Linked DNA regions of Mus musculus: all the other regions are linked to region 3. A link is a contact called in public HiChIP or PLAC-seq data. All regions are on one chromosome and are shown on one strand. The core of a region is the stretch at or near the end of the contact, and the rest is flanking DNA. Distances in the headings are between cores, read along the strand shown. Region 1 overlaps Atxn7l1 (ataxin 7-like 1). Region 2 holds the start of Efcab10 (EF-hand calcium binding domain 10). Region 3 overlaps Cdhr3 (cadherin-related family member 3).

What was found. HiChIP or PLAC-seq counts read pairs in DNA pulled down with a chosen protein or histone mark.
Region 1: an H3K4me3 HiChIP or PLAC-seq map of forebrain shows a contact between it and region 3, with 4 times the contacts expected there. The contact joins two enhancer-like sites. A contact is called at or near these places in 5 of 39 promoter capture datasets (cranial neural crest, embryonic stem cells, frontonasal cranial neural crest and 2 more), 38 of 484 Hi-C or Micro-C datasets (the 63-12 cell line, the AML12 cell line, B cells and 28 more), 13 of 115 datasets of contacts at active chromatin or transcription factors (astrocytes, bone marrow-derived macrophages, craniofacial prominence and 8 more) and 4 of 9 other capture datasets (adipose tissue, embryonic stem cells, embryonic trunk and 1 more).
Region 2: a contact with region 3 is called in an H3K4me3 HiChIP or PLAC-seq map of forebrain, with 4 times the contacts expected there. The contact joins the promoter of Efcab10 here to the enhancer-like site in region 3. A contact is called at or near these places in 12 of 39 promoter capture datasets (the 3T3-L1 cell line, 3T3-L1-derived adipocytes, the C10 cell line and 8 more), 4 of 15 datasets of contacts at CTCF or cohesin (CD8 T cells, the NIH/3T3 cell line, large pre-B cells and 1 more), 10 of 484 Hi-C or Micro-C datasets (B cells, the G1E-ER4 cell line, MC3T3-E1-derived osteoblasts and 7 more), 8 of 115 datasets of contacts at active chromatin or transcription factors (the NIH/3T3 cell line, astrocytes, embryonic basal ganglia and 5 more) and 2 of 9 other capture datasets (embryonic stem cells and macrophages).

What each region holds. Positions count from the first base shown.
Region 1 is chr12:33,343,362-33,347,399 of GRCm38.p6, reverse strand. Atxn7l1 (ataxin 7-like 1) reads right to left here. Exons shown (of 11, transcript NM_001374022.1): 6 at 2,428-2,510; 7 at 1,312-1,562. Among named protein-coding and RNA genes, the nearest start is that of Atxn7l1os2, 49 kb to the left of the region's middle. Within about 2 kb of position 2,124, at least 57 of the 459 cell types and tissues checked have an H3K27ac peak or open chromatin away from gene starts, as enhancers often do. A contact at or near this core is called in cerebral cortex, cortical neurons and forebrain, where this site is marked.
Region 2 is chr12:33,392,861-33,397,169 of GRCm38.p6, reverse strand. It overlaps Efcab10 (EF-hand calcium binding domain 10), which reads right to left and starts at 2,316. Exons shown (of 4, transcript NM_029152.1): 1 at 1,972-2,316. The coding sequence starts at 2,080. Atxn7l1os2 (ataxin 7-like 1, opposite strand 2) reads left to right here and starts at 2,410. Exons shown (of 4, transcript NR_131031.1): 1 at 2,410-2,473.
Region 3 is chr12:33,043,484-33,047,525 of GRCm38.p6, reverse strand. Cdhr3 (cadherin-related family member 3) reads left to right here. Exons shown (of 20, transcript NM_001024478.1): 13 at 722-893; 14 at 2,283-2,527. It overlaps Gm40874 (a long non-coding RNA gene), which reads right to left. Exons shown (of 4, transcript XR_872668.3): 4 at 2,242-2,862. Among named protein-coding and RNA genes, the nearest start is that of Cdhr3, 47 kb to the left of the region's middle. Within about 2 kb of position 1,660, at least 65 of the 459 cell types and tissues checked have an H3K27ac peak or open chromatin away from gene starts, as enhancers often do. A contact at or near this core is called in cerebral cortex, cortical neurons, forebrain and 1 more, where this site is marked.

The sequences.
Region 1 (4,038 bases), core at 875-3,374, 300 kb before region 3:
AATGGAATTGTCTTCTCGACTCTAAAACAAGGGTGGCACCTTTGGCCAATAGCTGGCATGACAGTGAGAAGTAATTATAAAATGCTCTTGCAAAAAAGGGGGTTGCAACAACACACATGTGTCCAGCGATGGAAAGGTGGGTTGCAACAGCACACGTGCCTACAGGGATGGAAAGGTGTGACGGTGGCCGTTATCCCAGGACCTTATACTAACAGGTATGGCTCTCTGCTCCTGAGCGCCTGAGGCTGAACTTGACTCTAACCACAGCTGGATTCTGCTGTGGGACTGGAACCACTTTGCCTCAAACTGCAACAGGTAGAGGATCATGAGCAACTGCTACCAAACAGACTTTTGCTTTAAAAGCCAACAACTCCCTGCTCTTTTCTATAGATAGTCTCTCAAAGCTGGTTTGCTGGTTGAACAATGACCCTCTGGGACCCATCCATGCATTAAAAAAAAAAATCAGATAATACCAATATTTATACTTGCTGGATTTTATTATCTCCTTAATATGCCGAGTATGGACATTTGAATCTTCTCTGGTTTCCGAACTCTAGATTTTTGGAAAGCAGAGGCCGGTTGCATTTTTTCCTCTGCCCTTGCCTGACAGCGCCTTGCATCTGGAGCAAGCCCTTCATAACACTTTGGTATGCGTATGGTTTGTTCAACTCCTGTTACCTGGAAATTGGTCTCCTGCCCACCAAAACAAACATTCACAGATCTTAAAGTGTTTTTTTTTTTTTTAATCCAAATGGATTGTAATTCTGTTTCGTGGTTTTTTTCCTTCGCATTCAGTGCAACCAAATAAAACCCCAAACAGGTGGGTTGCCGTCAACAGCACCAGCGTGCCCTTCATCCTGACCATAGGGAAGTGGTGGAAATAAGTCATAAGACCATGTGACAAGTGACAAGAGGTCCCCGGGAGCTTATAAGATATTCTAACTACTTATCTACCCAGGCTTTCCCTTTCTGCCCCAGGAGTCTCCAAATAACATAAAACGCAGGCAGCCTGGAAGTCGCCTGGTGGTTGAAGTGCCAATCTTCCAGCGTTTATTTCCAGCCCACTCTGGCTCTGTAAAAACACACAGTCTGATAAAAAGGTCTGCTAGGAAGGCTGACGACTACACCATGTGGCAGGCATCGGGGCTGAGCCCCTTAGGCGCAGGATCGTATTTAAACTTCACAGAGCCTTAGAAGGTTGGGGTAAAATATCTCCTCAAAGAACCGGCAGGCCACACACAAAACAGCTGGCAAGGAAGAGGGCCTGGACTGAGGGGGGCTGGGGCTGCTTCGAGGCCCATGCCGACTTACCTGGGAAGTACAGAGTTGAGTGGCCTGGATTTTGGTGGGGATGCTACTTTCGGCTCTGCCACCGTGCTCCCGGAAGATGCTTGCGGAGCATCAGGCGAGGGTCCAGGAGGGTTCGGAAGTATCTCCCTAGCGGAAGTCAGAAGGTGCTCTTTCACTTCTTTCTCCCGGGACTTGGCTTTGTGCTCCGCCAGGAGGAGGTCAAATTGCTTTTTCCGGCCTGGGACTGCTCTCCGATGGCTCAGCGAGTGTGTCTAAGGAGAAGAGACATGAGCAGCACAGCCTCTTTGATCAGCACATACACCTGCTTCCCCACGGCCTGCATTTCCGAAATTGCAACCATAGGCATTTAAAGGTGCTTGAAAAAGTCAACTTCAAGACAACAGCTCCTGTTCTGAGGCTGGGAAGAGGCAGAGACCGCTCGAATGCAACCATGCCCTACACTCCAGGTGTCAAGAAGCCAAGGCTTCCTCCAGACAAATGGCATGAGATAGCTTCTGTGCAGAACCCAGGACAGCCTCGGATGAAAGTCACCCGCGAGGGAAAGCTAAAGTCAATCCAGATGTGGGTAGGAGGCTCCAGTTGGCCCATGCATTCAGGGCCACCAGGCAGAGAGGGCAGAGCCTGGGTCCAAAGAGGCACTAGAAGGACAGGAGGAAACCTGGGGCTTGAGGCTACCCCGTAGCGGTGGCCTGGGGTCCGCCTGTCCCCTGGTCACCCCGAGTAGCTAGATCAGAGCGCAGTATCTCATCCTCCCCTCCGGGCTGCCTTTCTGGGCGCTGCCGCCGCCGCCGCCGCTCCTGCATACATTAAAACGTAGCAGGCTTTAGAACCGCCTGTGAGTGCCTATAAATACAATTTACTGTCTGGCCTCCCAAGTAACACGGGAAGCCTAGGGTGTTTTTTTTTCCCTCTCTCTCTCTTCCCCTTAAAAAGCCAGACAGATTGAGGCAGGCACTATGCTACCGTGGACAGAGAAGAAAGCCATTTCCCTTACAAAGAACAGCTGGAGGTCATGTCGAGGTTCCACACCCTGCCGTGTGCAGAGAGTGGCATGCAAACATTTCGACAAAGGCCCCAGCAAGAGCAGGAAGTATTTTTTTATGGAAAGAGAAATACCTTGCAGGTGAGGGATCTTGTGCAAGGTTTCTTTGTCTCGGGATCCAATACTCCACAGTGTTTATTTGGGTCAAATTCTCTCTCTGGTTTAAGAAACAAACAAAAATGTAAGAAAAAAAAGGAGACTAAATAGGATTTGGCATTAAGACTACATTTTTTTTTTAAATGCACATATCCACCAACAAGTGTGACGTTGTCAGGCGATTTTTTTTTTCTTCTTCTTCTTTTTCTCTTCCCCCAACCAGCTGCTAAAATGTTTCGAGAACCACTCGGGGAAATCAATGCTGCACTCTGAACCCAGACTTTCTGAGTCTGATTCAGGGCGGCATAGGGGACAGGGTGAGAGCAGAGGGCAGGACAGTAGGACCATGCAGTTTGCAAATACTTTATTTTATTTAAAATAGTCCCACAGGTCCTTGGTGCTCTGGGCATAGTGGCTGCAGAGCAGAAAGCGCCACTGGAGTCCTAAGGATGCCTGCTTTCTTTGACGGCTGCCTGGAGAAATCCATTCATGTCCCCAGCCCCACCTCTGCCTTCCTGGTTTATCCATTTAAGTGGGAGCATGTTCACTGACTTGTCAGGGTGGCCTTTCCTATGCTTTACGAAGCCCTTGGTGAAGGCTTTCCACGCAGCCTCATAGATAAGTCATTTCCCTGACCTGGAATTGGCAGTGCCTCCGGCAGGGGCAGGAAAAAGCGTGGCTGTACTCCTCTGTGGGGCTGAACTTGAAGGCACAAGGAACACAGGCTGCTAACCTTACACCTCACTTTGCCTGTAGCCCCGGTCCAGACGCTCCACAGGAGGATCAGACAGGACACACTGGCTTGGGAGATGAAGGATGACTGAGGGAAGGAGAGCTTTCTCCACTTCCTCCTCACTGCCTGAGTGTTGATTGCTTCCAGGGAAGTGACTGCTAACTGTCCTTCTGATGCCTCCAGCCTCTTCATCTCTTTGGGAATTACTCAAAATGCTTAACCACACCTGCACAGTACGGGAATGTGTGGCAACCTTTCAGGGAGCCCCGGGCTTCTGAAGCTCAGTGCTGTCTCTGGTAGGCACCAGCAGACACCTGAGTCCTGCAGAGCAGATATTCCCACAGCTCTCTGGGCATGAAGGGTGGCAATGTTTAATGGTGAAGAGGGGGTGATTAGGAAGGGTGCCAGGTCTCTAGAAATGTGAGGTGTCTGTAAGGGCCTTGACGGCAGCAAACTGAAGAGAGTTCCTAGGCCAGAAACTGTCAGCATTTGCTGGTGTAAACTCAAAGCATAATAAATAAATGTTCTACATTCAAGTCTGGGGGATCAGGAGGATGTTGCAAAGGAAGCTGGGATGCTGTGTACAAGCTGTCCTCCCACCAGGGCCATCAAAATGCCCCCTTCCTTCCTCCGCAGAGAGTTCTGTCCAGCAGGCAGTGAGTGAGTGGGTGTCAGGCCTGCGGTTGAGGTCTTTCAGTTGGGTCTACTGGAGTTAGGCCTGTGCCCAGACACTCGCCAGCCCCTCAGGTTGGAACTGAATGGGGTTTTGACTAGGGGCAGGAGTTGGCTGTTGAAGGTGTGAGAGAGGTAGAAACCAGCAAAGGACCCATTGAGACAAGATAACCCACAAAACACA
Region 2 (4,309 bases), core at 1,067-3,566, 350 kb before region 3:
TTTACTTGCTCTTCTGTATGTATGTACGTACGTATGTATGTACATATGCATTTGTTGTTGTTTTTTAAAGACAAGGTTTCTCTGTGTAGCCCCTGCTGTCCAGGAACTCACTCTGTAGACCAGACTGGCCTCAAACTCAGAAAGCTGCCTGCCTCTGCCTTTCCAGTGCTGGGATTAAAGGTTTGTGCCACCACTGCCCGGCTTCTCTGTGTATGTTAAGGAAATCATAATGGTCATTATTTGAAGTGTATGTCTCTGTCTTAGTTACTTTTCTGATGCTATGTTAAAATACTCTGGCAAAAGTAACTTAAGGGAGGAGGGTTTATTTTGCATCACAGTATGGGAGTTAAAAATCCATCAAGGCAGTAAAAGTCCCAGAGCAGAACACAGAGAGGTGATGCTTCTGCTCAGCTTGCTTTTCTGCTTTTTATATCTCCAAGATCCTCATCCTGAGAATGCTGCAGCCTGATGGAAATGCTTCCCCCTCAGTCCAGACATAACCACAGACGTGGCCAGGGCCCCATCTCCCAGATGAGTCTAGACTTCATTACTTTGACAATGAAGAGAAAGAGAAAGAGAAAAAGGAAATATAATCTAAGCAAAATATATATGTATATTAAACACTGGCTGTTCTGAACATTAGATGTGCTAAATTTGTGTTTTAAATTTAATGGTAGGCTGGTGAGATGGCTTAGTGGGTAAGAGCACCCGACTGCTCTTCTGAAGGTCCGGAGTTCAAATCCCAGCAACCACATGGTGGCTCACAACCATCTGTAACAAGATCTGACTCCCTCTTCTGGAGTGTCTCAAGACAGCTACAGTGTACTTACATATAATAAATAAATAAATACATCTTTTTAAAAAAATGTAATGGTTAGCAGTTAAGAGCAAGGATCTGATTCAGGTCCCAGCACTCATATTGTGCCTCAGACCATGGGCAGCTCTAGTTCAGGGGATGTGACACTTATCTTCTAACCGCTTCAGGGACCAGGCACACAGGCATGCAGGCACGCCCATGATACACAGCCAGATATGCAGGCAAAACACCTATACACGTTTAAATGAATACATTTTAAAAAATACAATAAAATATTTCAAAATATTTTTCTCATCCCCTAAGTGGTTATACTGTTTTTCGGGTTTTGTTGTTGTTGTTGTTGTTATTGTTGTTTGGTTTGGTTTTTTGTTTGTTTTGTTTTTCTGCGTTGGAATGGTATTTCTGCTTCCTTTCCAGAGAAGTAAATGAACATTTTGTAATTTTGGAGACTTATCATGAAGGCCGGCAGGCTCAATTCACCCTGGGAGGATGCAATCTTGTCATCATCTCAAATGTAACGTCTTACCATGCACCAATAACAATTATGGAATAACCCAAACTTTGAAGGAGTCTAATCTATAAAAATGCCAGGAAAAAACCCTAGCTCCCCAGGAGGATCCTGGCAGCTCACACTAACCATTGTTTATCTCCCTTAATAAATCAGAGACTCCTTAGAATTGAATTGAAAAGATCTATTGCTTGCCTGGCCAAGGCTGATATAGCTATAATTTATGTGAACCCCCCTCCCGCCCCCCGTCCCCGGTGTTCGCTCTGTCCCCATTAGATCTGTACTATTATCTCCATTTTCCCATGGAAGAGACAGACATTCAGCCTTGCTTCAAGCACTCATAACTATAAGGGGTGGACCTGGAGCTAGGCAGTCCCCAGACTCTGCCACTCGCAGACTCTGCCAGCCTCCCTACCATTCCTTGCGGCACCAAGAGGACATTTATCACGTTTGACTCAGAGCTGGGGATATGCGTGGAGGGTGAGGGGCTCATAGAGCCTTCGAACTCCGGCAGGGCTCCTCCACTCGTGGGGAAGCAGGGAATGGAGCGAGTGAAGAGGGCTGGCTATAGGGAGGGAAGCGGCGTGCTGGTGACCCTTTGATGGGGGAGAGAGAGTCAGAAAGCCAATGGAGACAAGACCCTTACTTGGTCGGGCAAAGAGGAGGAAGCTAGTAAGTTGATTCAGCAATTCCATGATCCGATGTCTTTCTAAATACAGCTTGGCCTGAAGCTCCCGGTCAGCCACAGGCTCCATGTTTCCTAGCTGAGCCGTTGCTAGGCGACCAGGCAGCCTCCAGGGGGCCCAACTCCGCCCCTTTCGTGCTCATTCACGTGAAACACCTCACCTTCCCCAGCCCCACTCCTCTTCCCTCCCAGGTACCAGGACAACCCCCTTCCACACCCCTGAGGAAGAAGCAGGGGTGTGGCGGGCAGTCTGTGACACCAGCTTGTGATGCAGTTGCCAACACAGAGGCTGAGCTTGTTTGGTCCGGGTTCCTGCTTCCTGTACTTGTTTGTTCCAGAATGAGGTTTTAATGATGGGAACCTAGGATTTATCAATGAGAAAAGAACGTTAGCAGTTCTAAGAATCCTAAATAGCATTTTCTGGGTGAGCAGCCCTCAGGGTTGCCCTGGCAGGAGGTCTCAGGTATGGATATTGAGCTTGGGTGTTTTCTGCTGAACTACACTCGGTAATGATTCTCCACTTTCAACTCTTTTAACACATTTCCTGTGCAACCCTGTATAAAATAGATATATAATTTAAAGAAAGTTCTTTGAAGTCAGGTGCAATGATGCATGCCTGTCTATAGTACCAGCACTTGGGGGTGGAAGATTAAGGGTTCAATGGCATCCTTGGCTACAAACAGAAGTGAAGAACATCCTGGGATATATAGCCCTGTCTCAGAAAACCAAAACAAACTAAATCAAAGCAAAACGTTTTGCTTTGTAAACATCATTAACAATAAAAGCAAATTTGTGTACCAATGTGCACGTAGGTGCTTGCTTATTTTAAGGAATTAAACGCCAGCTGAATACTTGATACTGCAAAGCACAGAGCATCTTCAACGTTTTTTCAAAGTTGGCTGGTATTTTGAGTTTATAATTGTCAAGGCCAAAAACGCTACATAACAGAAATACATAATACAAATTGGCTGATGTATATTTAGGGACAGGCCAGTAATTCTTGGAAATTATCTTTTCCCCAAGTCAAAAACATACTTTAATGATTTTATTTTATTCTTCTTATGCCATTCACGGCAACAAACCAAACATCTGCGACTAGGTCATAGCTCAATGGTATAGCACTTGACTAGAATATCCAGACTGGAGGTTAGATCTCCCGCTTTGCCATAACAATACTCCCAAAATCTAAATGAACAAGAAAAAAAAGACCCTATTTAAAATGGCCAGAGGGGCATAGATGAGTTCAGTGTGAGGGAGGCTCTAGATTTAATCCCGGCAACCTCAAACAAAACATTAACTCATAAATTATAGCAGGATATAAATATGAACACCTGTAATCCCAGGATGAGGAGGGAGGGCAGAGGCAGTTCAGTAAAATAAATTAATGAACAAATTAATCCTTTGAATACAGTCTAATACACAGATTTCATGCATGCTGATGAATGACAGTGGGAAAATATTAAAAGTATTTGTTTTCTGTAATTAAGCCATTATATGTCTATACAAGAAAAATTTGCATATACAGCAAAAACAGTGCAGTTCGTTACATGCAATAGGCTCAAGGCTGGGCTTAGACAGTAAGTGTCTTTAAGACTACCTGGTGGCCCTCTTCACCTGACATTTCCTTAGGCCCAACCAGGCTATTGCGCCCCTTCCTGCCCTCCTTTCCTGTCTTTCCTTAGAACTACCTGTAATCGCACAGCTCCTCTAGACCCTCTTGGCTTTGGCAACCCCATTCCCCACCCCTTTCCTCTGGAACACACACACATGAGGTTGGGGTGGGGAGGGGAAGGGGGAGAGGGGGAGAGGGAGGGGGAGGAGGAGGAGGGAGAGAGAGAGAGAGAGAGAGAGAGAGAGAGAGAGAGAGAGAACTCAGTTTTTATCTTTACCTTCTGGTATCTACAAAAGTCCTGGTATCAGTCTCTCCTCCAGCTTAGCCAGGCTGAGCCCCAGAGCCCTGTAGAGTGCGGTGCTAACCCACTGAATGGCTTGGTCCTCTTCTAGTCCTCCCTGAGTCCTGGGAACGCAGGGGACTACAAGCCATGTGGGTCTCCTCATTCTCATGGATCATCAGCTGACTCAATGCTCAAGGTCAATAGGAGCAGAAACACTGAGCAGGGGGTTGAGAAGCCCTGTGAGCACGACAGTGAATGCCCACACAGGGACTGCTGGTCAGTAGACAGATCAACTTTGCTTATGGTGAATGAAGGCTTATAAGGTTTTTGGGGACTGAGGGTAAGGGCATCCAGGATGGGCAAAGGTCACGGGCTGGGGACTTAGGGTACCTGGCATACCTCAT
Region 3 (4,042 bases), core at 411-2,910:
TAGCATGATGAGCCAAAATGATCACATAGGACTGAAAATGTGGGGTCCTCTGCTGGCCGGTGTTCCAGTCAGTTCACCAGACCTGAGGCCCAGCAATGAGAGATCTACATGCCTGCTTGTGGCATGCCAGCTGGGGACTCAGTGTAGGTCTGTCAGCCCAGGCTGCAGGTGAGACCGTGGCAAAAGCAGGAGGCCAGGCTGCGTGGCACAGTCAACTGCAGAACATAACAGATACTGCCTGGGCCCCACCCTCCAGGGACCCACAGAGAGAGAGCTGCACATGCATATACGCAGCAAAGAAGCTAACAGCAAAGGATTTGAATCAAGACAAAACCACACTAAAATCTTAGCTCAGCCTCTCACTATTTATTTGAATGGTTCTTTGTCAATTACTTACTGTCTCTGAGTTCCCTTTTTTCTCATCTGTAGACAAGAGCTATCATGTTCTCTCTAACACATGAGGTTAAATCAATGAATTCATGCAAATTCCATATCCCACGCAGTGAATGCTCGATGCATTTTAGCTCTTAAGGCTTGGGCTGATGAAACGGCTCAGCAAATAAAGGTGATTGCTGCCAAGCCTGAAAACTTGAGTTTGATCACTGGGGGCCACATCGTGATAGGAAAGAATGTCCAACCACAAGTTGACCTCTGCACCCCTATCTCTACACACACCGACTAGCATGTAATAATATTCTAAACCACCTTCCTGCTGTTCTAGGTTACTGTGAACATCCTTGGAGAAAATGATGAAAAGCCAGTATGTACTCCAAATTTTTACTTCATGGCCATCCCAGTGGATCTAAAAGTTGGCACAAACATTCAGAATTTCAAGCTGACGTGCACTGACCTTGATTCTAGCCCCAGTTCTTTTCGATACTCCATTGGCTCAGGTACTGGGCTCAGTATCAACAATCCTGGGCCATTCGGGAAGGAACAAGGCAGCGGGTCTTAGATTATACACTGCGGTGGGCACAGTGCTGGGGAGGGCATATTTTACATGAAGAATCCAAGCTTCCCTGTGCTTCCCAGCGCTGTCAGCTTCTCTGTCTCATCTAGTCTATCCGGATATTCCACAACCAGACTCACCCCCACACGGTGTTGCAAAGCCCCAGGAAGGATGAATCCTTTTAATAGAATGCTCTCCCCAAATTCCCAGAATATATTGAATATAATATTTTTTTATTTCCTCTCTTCAGCTACCTCTTTTCCTGGAAAAGTGCTGTGGGGGGAAGGGACTCCCAGGCCTCTCTGGGGATAAGAATAGATTAAATAGATTAAATGCGTTCTGAAACATGTCCTCAGCAACACTTCTCCACTCCATTCATTCTCTCTCTTTAAAAATATGCCACCATGGGAAGGAGGGGGGGAAGAGCACCCCTCAATGGAAATGAGACCAAAATAGCTCCTCTAATGAAGTGCCGGGGCCAGAGATTTAAACCCCAATAAGCAGAGCAATTCCACATGAAAGACTCAAAATCCGCCTCTGCCGCCCGCTGAGCCTGGCAAAGCAGTGGGAAACCTCTGAGCCTGGTGTGCCACAAAACCCAGGGGCAGACAGCGCCTGGAGACCTCAGCTGCCTGCTGAGGGTGGAGCTAATCCACACTGAGTGTCCCGAGGACTTTACCGAGCCTTGCGCTGCTGAGGAAGTAAAAATTGCATCATCTGCTCCATTTCCTGATTTTTCAGCCTGTAATGACTCTGGAGACACTGGAGGATGAGCAAGAGCCATGCTTGGGCTGGCGTTCTTCTTGCCCTGGGCACCTTCAAGTTGTGGGTCCCAACAGAGCTGTGTGCATGTGTGTGTGTGTGTGTGAGTGTGTGTGTGTGCACGCGCACGCGAGTGCATGCGTGTGTACGTGTGTGTAGGAAGCAGGTGGGGTGAATTCACAAGAACCTGGACCTGACTCCTTGTGATATCAGGAGGTGCTTTCCTTTAGAGGACTTCAGGACCCTTGACACCAGGATGGCCAGACAGGCTCCACACAGGCATAAGGCGAGCATGGTCCATGGTTAGGGGTATGGCTCAATCTGCTGTCTTGCTGCCCACACACCAGGATAATTAACTCTCTCCCTGGAGGCTCTAAGATAGGGGCACTGTGGCCTCTTATCCAATATATCCTCACTTGCAGGGTATCACAGACCCAACCCTGCTACATATATAAAAAAATTAAAGTGTAGACATTTAAGGGAATAAAAACAAATGCAGTTTTCTTCTGTATCTTTATTTTATCCTCTTTTCTACTCTTTTACCAACATTCATGGGTCAAATCTCTTTTAGGCAACATCAACAATCATTTCACCTTCTCTCCCAATGCCGGCTCCAACATCACGCGCCTGCTGCTGGCTTCCCGCTTTGACTACAGCAGCCTCGATACCGTCTGGGACTACCAGCTGCTTGTCCACATTACTGATGACAACTTGCTGTCTGGCAGCACAAAAGCCAAGGCTCTTGTTGAAACAGGGACAGTGACTCTGAGTGTTAAAGTCATTCCTCACCCAACCACAACCATCACAACTCCCAGGGTAAGGATCTGGGACCTGGAATCTGCAGCCAAAAGTCCTTAGGATGTATAGCAGTGGAACCCTTTGACCCAGAAGCGTGAGGCAGACAGAAAAACAAAACAAGACAAACAAACAAAACGTTGAGGCATGTGTTTGGAAGGGCCATGGATTAGCTGATGGGAATCTGTGTAAGAGCTCGGACTCAGAGCCACTGACTTCTCACAGGAAAGAAAAATGTGAGCTGTGGTGGTGGCACACGCCTTTAACCTTAGCCCTCAGGAAGCAGAGGTGGGTGGATCTCTGTGAGTTTGAACCTGCCTGGGCTTCAGAGGAAGTTTCAGGATAGTCAAAGATACCTAAAAAGAAAATAAAGAGAGGGGTGGGCAAGAAAAAGCAAAAGAGGAAGAAGCATGTTTCTATGTGAGGATATGTTTCAGAGCAAAGGTTGTCCACTGTGGTAGACTGCACCACTGTGGGAACGCTCTCACAGTGTAGGGGGGTAAGGAGAGGTGAGGAACTTAAATTAGAAAATGTTACTTTCACTCATAGAATTTGAATGGGCCTGTAGCAAGGGAGGGCATCAGGACAGAGAGGGTGCATTTTTTTCCTCCTCCTGTATCCCCCCCATCCTTTTCCTTCTCCCCTTCCCCTCCCCCCTCCCTGACATCCCCCTCCGGTTAGAAAATGGCCTATGAATGACTCTGCTTCTCAGAGTCTTGCCAATGGCTGGCAACGTTCACCTCTCCTTTTTTGCAGTCACTAGACCCCAATAGCAGGGTGGTGATGGCATGCAGCTTGAATCCCAGCAGGCAGAGGCAGGCGGATCTCCAAGTCTGAGGCTAGCCTGGTCTACAGAGTGAGTTTCAGAACAGCCAGGCCTACACAGAGAAAACCTGTCTGAACACACACACACACACACACACACACACACACACACACACACACACACAACCAGACAAACAGAAAGCAAAAGGAAAAAGAAAAAAAAAGTAGACCTCAGTGAGTAGAGAGCAGGGTAGTCCGTTGGCTTTCTTTTGCATAGCAGGGACCAGCCTGACAGAGAACCCGGAAAGAAGGAAGCATTGACTTTGGTTCATAATTTTAGGAGGCTCGCAGCCATGGTTGCTTTGCCATGGACACTTGGGCAAAGCATCATAGCAGCAGGAGATGTGGTGGAGGAGCCCCCTCACCTCATGGTCACAAGAAGCAGCAAGCTGGGAGGAGCCAGGAAGCAGGTCTAGCCTGCGCAGGTGCACACTCAGCAAGGGTGCCTGTGGCTAGGCCCCGCCCCCTAAACTGGGGGGAGGGGCTTCATTTTTAATGTATTGAATTGCAGGTTTCTTTATATTTTGTTTATGCTCATGTGTATATGCTTGCCTGTGTGTATATGCATCACATAAATGTAGATGCCCACAGAGGCCAGAAGAGGGCACTGGGTTTCATGGAACTGGAGTCACATGTCATTGTGTCACCTGATGTGGACAATAGGCGCTCTTAACTGCTGAGCCACCTCTCCAGCTTCTGCTTTTGAGATTT